Regions from separate parts of the Gossypium hirsutum genome. Here region 2 is linked to region 1. Evidence: chromatin contacts called from public Hi-C data. All regions are on one chromosome and are shown on one strand. The core of a region is the stretch at or near the end of the contact, and the rest is flanking DNA. Distances in the headings are between cores, read along the strand shown. Region 1 holds the start of LOC107910699 (protein FREE1). Region 2 holds the start of LOC107910692 (serine/threonine-protein kinase BSK1).

Region 1 (4,040 bases), core at 920-3,419:
ACAGCCTAAAGGCTACAGAAACCTGATAGAAGAAGCATGACAATTTTCCATATCCTTCACATGACTAAAAGGCTAATTATTTTAAAAATTTTGACCGCTGTAAATGAACTAGAATATATTGCCATTGCTCTCTTCTGATAGGCACTTTTGTCAAATTCCTAATGGTCGTTTTAAGAGAATGGTAATTATTCTTGCAGATTATATATTTCTTAAGCTACAATAAACCATGCAAAATGATAATTCACTATTTTCCTTCTCCAGACTCCTGAAAAGAAATGAGTAGACTTTGTACATATGTGTGTGTATGTCTTTCTATGAATTATTTACCGAGTGTGCATTTTAAGTCAGCTTTTGTGTCCATTTGCAGGAATGCAGAATTCATCCAAAGTATGACTCTAGAGAATTTACCAACCATGACCCGGGGGGGGGGATAATGATAATGAAGAAGTGATAGAAACTAAACAATGAACTGTCATAAGAAATTAAGAAAATTATAACTCTCTGACACCAACCTGTACAGTTGCAGCTGTTACAATATCCAGAAGGGTGTTTGTAGTGTAACTGTTTGATTGCAACCCGATCCGTCTTGGTTCAATGTCAACAGAGCTCTTCGACCAGAATGCAAAAGTAGATGTGTCGGTCACCTACATAAGAAGAAAATATACCCAATGGCCACGTCATTAAAAGAGAAAATTACAAAGTAAAACATATTGAGGAAGGAAAAAAAAATTAAAAACTTATATACTATGTAACTTACTTCACATCTTGTGATGTTCTCAATGGGATATATTCTCAAAGTTCGGCTGGTGCTAGGGTCAAGCATACGAATACCATCTAAACCAATCTGACACCAAAAAGATTAAGCTATATTATGAGTCTAAAGTACTGGATGAATATAAGAACGCATTTATCTGCTATTAATAGGAACAACAATATAAATAAACCATACAGAACTAGAGACTTCCAATATGAACTAAAATGTTTGATTAACCATACAGAACTAACGAAACTCCAAATCATTTTAGCCATTCAGTTTAAATTCACACATAATTCAACATACTGAAATTGATGCCAGGAACTTCATCTTTCCAGACAAAATTAAATCAAATTCAACCAACCTAATTAAGAATTACCTGGCAAATTACATCCACGGGGCCTTCTCCTCCACCTTCACTCAACAACTTAACCCGAAACTTCTGGACCCGACTCTTTACGGCTTCCAGGGTCTCCGCCTTAGGCACCGCCCTCACAATCTTACCAGAAGATGAACCTGACGAGTCCTTCCCAGAAGGGAAATTAATGGCCCGCCCATAATCGTCGAATTGGACCCAAGTCGATGATTTTGGGGATGTGCCACTTGCCCCATAAGGCTCCACCTTTCCTCCTTCATAAGCATAAACCCCATCACCGTATCCACCATCATCACCGAAGTGTGAATAGCTATCATATCGCTTACCATAGAGATCGGATCCCATATCGTATCTGCTCTGGTTATATCGTGCTCCGAATTTATCGTCGAAATAACTGCTACTGCTTTGATCCAATTTCATGGAATTATCGTAGGGGTTGTCATAAGCAGGAGGGACAGAGGATTGTGATGATCCTATTTGATTATATGGGGTTGAATAGTATGGCGGAATAGGGTTGGGGTTGGAGTCTGGTGGAGGAGGTACATAGCTAGGATACTGATCATAAGGCTGGTAATAAGGTGGCTGGGAGACAGGTGAATCATAAGGCGGGAAAGAAGGGGCAGCGGGAGCCGACTTTGGCGCGATCGGATGCTGATTGAAAGACGGTTGCGAATTCAGGGTAGTTGGCGGCGGAGGAGCATAAGAGGGATCAGGATTTTGGTAATCGGAAGGGGAAAAAGGCGGTGCTGATGCGTAAGGTGATTGATGAAATTGGGATGGGTTGGAGGTGTTAGGGTTTGAAGGGTGATAATAGGAGGAGCTGAAATCTCCTTGTTGCATGGCTGATCTGCTCTGAATCCTGAATTTGATGCTAACTTCTAATACTATGCCGAATTTGATGGGTTATTATTCCGTCTTCCGAAAGCAAGTGCTAAATAATTTAATTTTGGCAATAATTTCACACACCAAATGATGATTAATCATTATTGCCCTCTGGATTGAAGCCCATAACTTTCCAAGCCTGCTGGGCTTCCATTCCCTTTTATTTTTTCTTCATTTGTGAGAATACTACTTATATCATGTACATTGCATGCGGTATGATGACTCTCATATTTAGAGTTATTTAGTATAATTTTCTTAGTATTTTAGGAGTTAATTTTAACATTTAGGTTACTTTTTATTACATTTTATAGTTTTTTAGATTACTTATACTTTATTTGATTTTTGCTTGTTTTTATCATTTTTATAATTACTTTGGATTCATTTGTTATTTTTTTTTCTCTATTTTTTTTTGTCATAGATGAAGAAAAGAAAACTTGGAGCAAAGAGCCAAAAGTGGTGAACAAAAGTCTTTCACTCCACCAAATTTAATTCAATGTAGTGGACGTTCCACTACAACTTCTGCATACGATTGAGCGATGCGATTGAAGAACCAAAAAATAAGGGTGGTTAGATTTAAGAAAAAAAAAACAAGGAGGAAATAACTTGGGGATAAAGAACAACTCTCTCACATTAAGAAGAACTTCAAACTTGCAAAGACAAGAAGAAAAAGAGATCTAGAGCGTTTAGGCATAAATTTTATAACTACTTTCTCTCTAGATTGTTTCTTTTTACTTTTTATTGATGCAAGTTTGTTTTAAATATTTTCTTGTGTAATTTTTTCAACTCAATATGAACTAATCTCTATTTTCTTAGAATAATAATGAACCATATTTCTTAGTTAATTAAATTATTTTCTTTTTGATTATTTTGATCATTGTTAATTATTTATTCATTCCAAGGCTTATTTAATCTGCTTGCCCAACCACCAAGTTGTATTAATTTGATAATCTTTATTCTTCTTGAAAGAGAAAATTAAGGTTGCGATCTAGACTTAATAGATTAGGATTAACTTTAATAGTGTTGACGAATGAGTTAATTTGTCGCTAGGATGGGTGTAATAGCCCAAAATTTCCCGACCCACATACAGTTCAAAAATTAAAAAAAAACCAAATAAAAATAAATAAAGTCCAAAAATAATAATATCCATTTACAGATAGCCCAATAACCCAAACAGATCCCAAATACCCACTTAACCTAGTCCAAACCAAAACCCAATTAACCTAGCCCAACTAATGTGGAAACAGAAAACCCTAACAGTATCCAGCGCTGCATTAGCCACGAGCACCTCCTTCTCCCCACGCCTCCACGCGCTGTACCGTGCCACGTCATCGTACGACCATTCCTGCAACAAACGAAAGACAAACAACGTAGCAGAGTCAGATCCCCGCGCGTGTTGCGCCTCCGCGCCAGGTCCACGCGCGCCTTTTCCAGGCTGGCCATGTCCCTCTTCCGTACGACGGTTTCACCTGCAAAAACACGCAGCAAGAAAAGTAGAAAGGGGACATCAGTAAAAAAATAGGTAATAGGAGAAAAAATAATAGCAAAAATAAATTAGAATTTTTATTATGATTGTATTTTTATTTTATCTCCGGCTATAAAAAGGGAGAAAAACAATGTAAAAGGGGCATTTTTTTCCTTTTTTTCACACACGATATCAATACAAAGAAAAAAAACATTTTAACAAAGCAAAAATCGTTCAAAAGGTGATTAGCTTCCCGATTATTGTTTGATTCTTCCTTTTTCTCTCTGAGTTTACATTCGTTTTCATCGTTTTTATCTTTTTGAAATAAAAAGGGAGAGCCCTTAACTAGTTAAGCTGGCCGTCGAATCCTTCGTTGGTTCCATTTGGAACCAGATGTTTGGGAACTCTGATGCTGAAGCGGCGCATGGGGGAAGGCCTCTCTGCCTTAGGTTTTCTTTCAAAATAAAAGAGGGTTGCTGATACTTTAGGTTTTTTTTTTGGTTTTAAGCAACATAAGACGACGTCGTTTGACGCCAATGCTATGGTTTCAAAATGGCGTCGTTAAA
Region 2 (4,040 bases), core at 510-3,009, 140 kb before region 1:
CTAAGGTATTTTAGTATAATAGCTATAACTATCATTATCTTCTTTTTCATAGCTATTATCAACATCAATATCATCTACCAAATCATCATTGCCTTAGTTTGCATGCCGACGTCTATGCTAAGAATGAATGGTTTCCTCCTCCTTTCGTGGTGGATCTTGATCATGGACCACTTTGCATACTCTCAATTCTTCTATTAGCCTTTCGTTCTTTGTGTTTCTTTCATCTGCTTGCCTCTGTTTATCCATTTGCTCTTGTATGCTTTTGTTGCTCCTCATATCTTCTCTGTTGTGAAAGCAGTTACTCCTCCATAACTTTCATCCTTTCTTGCATGTCCAAATACTATCGATTTCCTGACTGTAAATAAATTTTATTAAACACATGTTTGATTCTTGGATATGTACTTTTTAATCTTTTTATTTAAAGATTAGATTAGAGTAAATAGAAATTATATTAAAGTATGAAAGGATTATATAAAAGTATAAAAGAACAAAAGCATTATTATCATAATATAAGCTAGTTATCATTTAAAAGAAAGCATGAAAGGACAAAAGTTCAATCAACCCATAATACTAAGTTAAATATTTTATAATAAGTATAGATACTATTTATAATAATAAATAATTATCATTAAAATTTATACTATTTATAATAATAAATAATTATCATTAAAATTTATCTTTCACTTAAAATAATTAATTATTTTAATTTTAAAATTTCCAAAATTAATTATTTTTAATTAATATCATAATTCAAGAAAATAAATATTTTTTCATTGAATAAAATAATGGGTGATAAAAATTATAATGGTAAAAGTACCATGGAAGCCTCTATACTAAGAGTTAGATTACATTTTGCCTATTCTACTAAAAAATGGTCAAATTAGCCTCTATACATTAGAGGAAAGTGCAAATTGATCATTCTATTAAAATTTCACCGTTAAACACGATGACGTTGAAAATAATATCCAAGGTAAAATTAAATTTTATTTGAAACAAAAAGTATAGAACCCAATGTAGTAAAAGTATCATGGAGGCCCCTATAGTAGGAATCAGATTGCATTTTTCTCCCTTTGCTAAAAAATGAACAAGTTAGTTCTCGTATGTTAAATAAAAAAGAAAACTAGTCCTTCTGTTAAAATTCTACCAATTTCTACTGTCAAACGTTGACATGGCTAGCTGAGCAACTAGAAAATGACACATGAAGTGCCACATGTACCTCCTGCTAACGTGACAATATTTAAACAAATTTAAAAATCCTAAAAAATAAAGTTTTTATAATCATGATATCGACATAGTATTTCAAATAATTATTAAAAATTACAAAAAAAGGAAATTATTTAAAATGATAAGAAATTGTTAAAATTAATAAAAATTATTAAAAATAATGTTGAAAATGAACCTTAATAAATGGTTGTTTAAGGTAGGAGGAACCTAGACAAATAGTTATCTAGATTTATTCTGTAGTGGTTTCTTAAATAAGTATTAAATAATTATAGAAAATTATTTTTAAAAAATTATTTATAGAAAATTTATATGAGGTAATTTAGAATACAGAAATAAAATGCAATTCTAAAGAAGTCATCTAAAAATAAATATGATTAAATATGGAGTTAAGAGTGACGCAGAAATAGAAGTTGAGTAAGTAGATGAAGACAAAAAGACCCTTGAATCAAATCAAATCAAGGACGTAAAAAGGACAATTCAATAGCTATAGACTATTAGTATACTATTGTAACATACAATTGTTATTAAGGCGAGAACAAAAAATATAAGAAAGAAAGAAAGCAACGTCGAGAAAGGGACAGAAGGTTTTGTCAGTGCAGAAAGGGCAGAAAGAGGCCAACGGAAAAAGAGAGAGAGAGAGAGAGAGAGAGAGAGAGAAACAACGAAAGAAAGAAAGAGAAGCCTCTCTCTCTTTCTTTCACACTCCTATGGTGTAAACTCTCTCTCTCTCACACACACACACACACAGTCGCCCACACGACGTCGTCCTCACCTTTCCTTCCTTCCTTCCTTCGAAACTTCCCAAACCCAAATAGCTTCTCCATTCCTTCCCTCTTCCATTAATTGAATAAACTCCAAACTATATGACTTTTTTTTTAAATGATTAAATAAATCAAAGAGGAAGAGGGATCTCTATGGTTATAATTTATAAATTAGTCGTCTGAGTCAACTCACCCCGAGTTATGGGCTGCTGCGAATCCACCTTTCTAAGAAGACCCGATTCACTGCACAAAACCAATCACCACCACCACCTCTACAACACCAACACCAATCGTCTCACTCAGACCAATAATGGCCCTTCCTCACCTTCCATTGCTGGAAAAGATTCCCTTGCCGGTGGGGCTGCGGGCTTCCCTGATTTCTCCGAGTTCTCCCTTGCTGAGCTCAAGGCTGCCACCAACAACTTCAGTTCCGATTTCATCGTCTATGAATGCGGTGAAAAGGCCCCCAATGTGGTCTATAAAGGCCGCCTCCAAAACGTCAATAATCGACGTCGGATCGCCATCAAGAAATTCACTAGATTAGCCTGGCCCGATCCTAAACAATTCGCCGTATGCTTTCTTTTTTCGTTGAATCATTTCCATTTTTAGGGTTTCCCTTCTTCTGATTTTCTTTTGTTCTTTTTAATCTCTTTTTCCGTTTATCATTAAAGGATGAAGCTCGCGGTGTTGGAAAGCTTAGACATAAGAGAGTGGCTAATTTGATTGGGTATTGCTGCGATGGCGACGAGAGATTGCTTGTTGCTGAATACATGCCGAATGATACCCTTGCAAAGCATTTATTTCACTGTATGGTTCCAATTTTTACTATCACTTTTTTTTTTCTGAACAAAAGTAAACTAAATATAATTAAATTTGAGTGCAATTATTACTTCCTCTGACCTAACTTGTTGGGTGTTTATTGATGTCTTCTGTTAAGTTCTTGTTTCCAACTAATGTCTCTCAACTAGTTAGATCCTGCATGATAATATCTTTAAGTTATCACCTTAAGTCATGCTTTTCAAGTAACATAAGTAAAAATGTAAAATCATATTGTGTGGCCATATTGTCTTCCTTTTAATGTTTCACCTTTTGGCTTGAAAATAATTTCTGTTCTTTATTTGCTTGACAGGGGAGAACCAGACTATTGAGTGGGCTATGCGGTTGAGAGTTGCTTTATACATAGCTGAAGCATTAGATTATTGTAGCAGCGAAGGTCGTCCATTGTACCATGATTTGAATGCATATAGGGTTCTCTTTGATGAGGTATTGCAACAAAACTCTCTTTTTTTAGCTCTTGGTATTTGTTTTGTCGAGCATATTAATAACCTTTTTAATGGTTTTTGCAGAATGGCGATCCTCGACTTTCATGTTTTGGTTTGATGAAGAACAGCAGGGATGGAAAAAGTTATAGTACAAATCTTGCATACACGCCTCCTGAGTATTTAAGAAATGGTAACAGCTTTTTAATTCTTCTTATTATTCAACTTCTCCCTCACTTAAGAGAAAGAAGACAATCTTGCTTTCCATTGTGTGTATGTGTAAATCCAAAACTTATTCATTTGGTCAATTGTTTTCAAATGTTTAGATCTGAATTATCATTCATATTTCTCCTATGTTAGAGGGGAGGAGCCTTAATTTTATGCAAATCTACAAAAACGGACTTTTTGCGAACACCTCCACTATGTGATCCTTTCCAAACTAACTATGATCATGCGTCTCTTGTAAATGAGTTTGACATTCTTAAACTTGCTCTTCATAGATTGTGTGAGAATTACTGGCATATATTCATTTTTACCAAATATGGGGAAACAAAAGGGATGGTTGGGGGGGGGGGGTCGGGTTGTAATGTTGGATATTTCAGACCATCAATGAATCTTCTTTTTCTTTTGCTGAAGTCTTTAGCTTTTCCTTGGGATTGATAATATGTTTGATAGCTTCATCCATTTCTGATATTTATAGATGATCGCAATGCCTTAAGCTTCTAAGAATTCCAAGTTGTGTTGTGCAACTGCGTAATTTGAGAATATACTAGTGAACTAAGTCTATCATGAAAAC

The links. A called contact is a pair of places that touch in the nucleus more often than the background predicts.
Region 2: a Hi-C map of leaf shows a contact between it and region 1, with 4 times the contacts expected there. The contact joins the promoter of LOC107910692 here to the promoter of LOC107910699 in region 1. A contact is called at or near these places in 8 of 34 Hi-C or Micro-C datasets (anther, callus and leaf).

What each region holds. Positions count from the first base shown.
Region 1 is chrD02:23,388,170-23,392,209 of Gossypium_hirsutum_v2.1, reverse strand. LOC107910699 (protein FREE1) reads right to left here and starts at 2,169. Exons shown (of 10, transcript XM_016838663.2): 1 at 1,134-2,169; 2 at 758-844; 3 at 513-644. The coding sequence starts at 1,970.
Region 2 is chrD02:23,525,313-23,529,352 of Gossypium_hirsutum_v2.1, reverse strand. It overlaps LOC107910692 (serine/threonine-protein kinase BSK1), which reads left to right and starts at 1,759. Exons shown (of 10, transcript XM_016838651.2): 1 at 1,759-2,555; 2 at 2,657-2,792; 3 at 3,115-3,248; 4 at 3,332-3,437. The coding sequence starts at 2,187.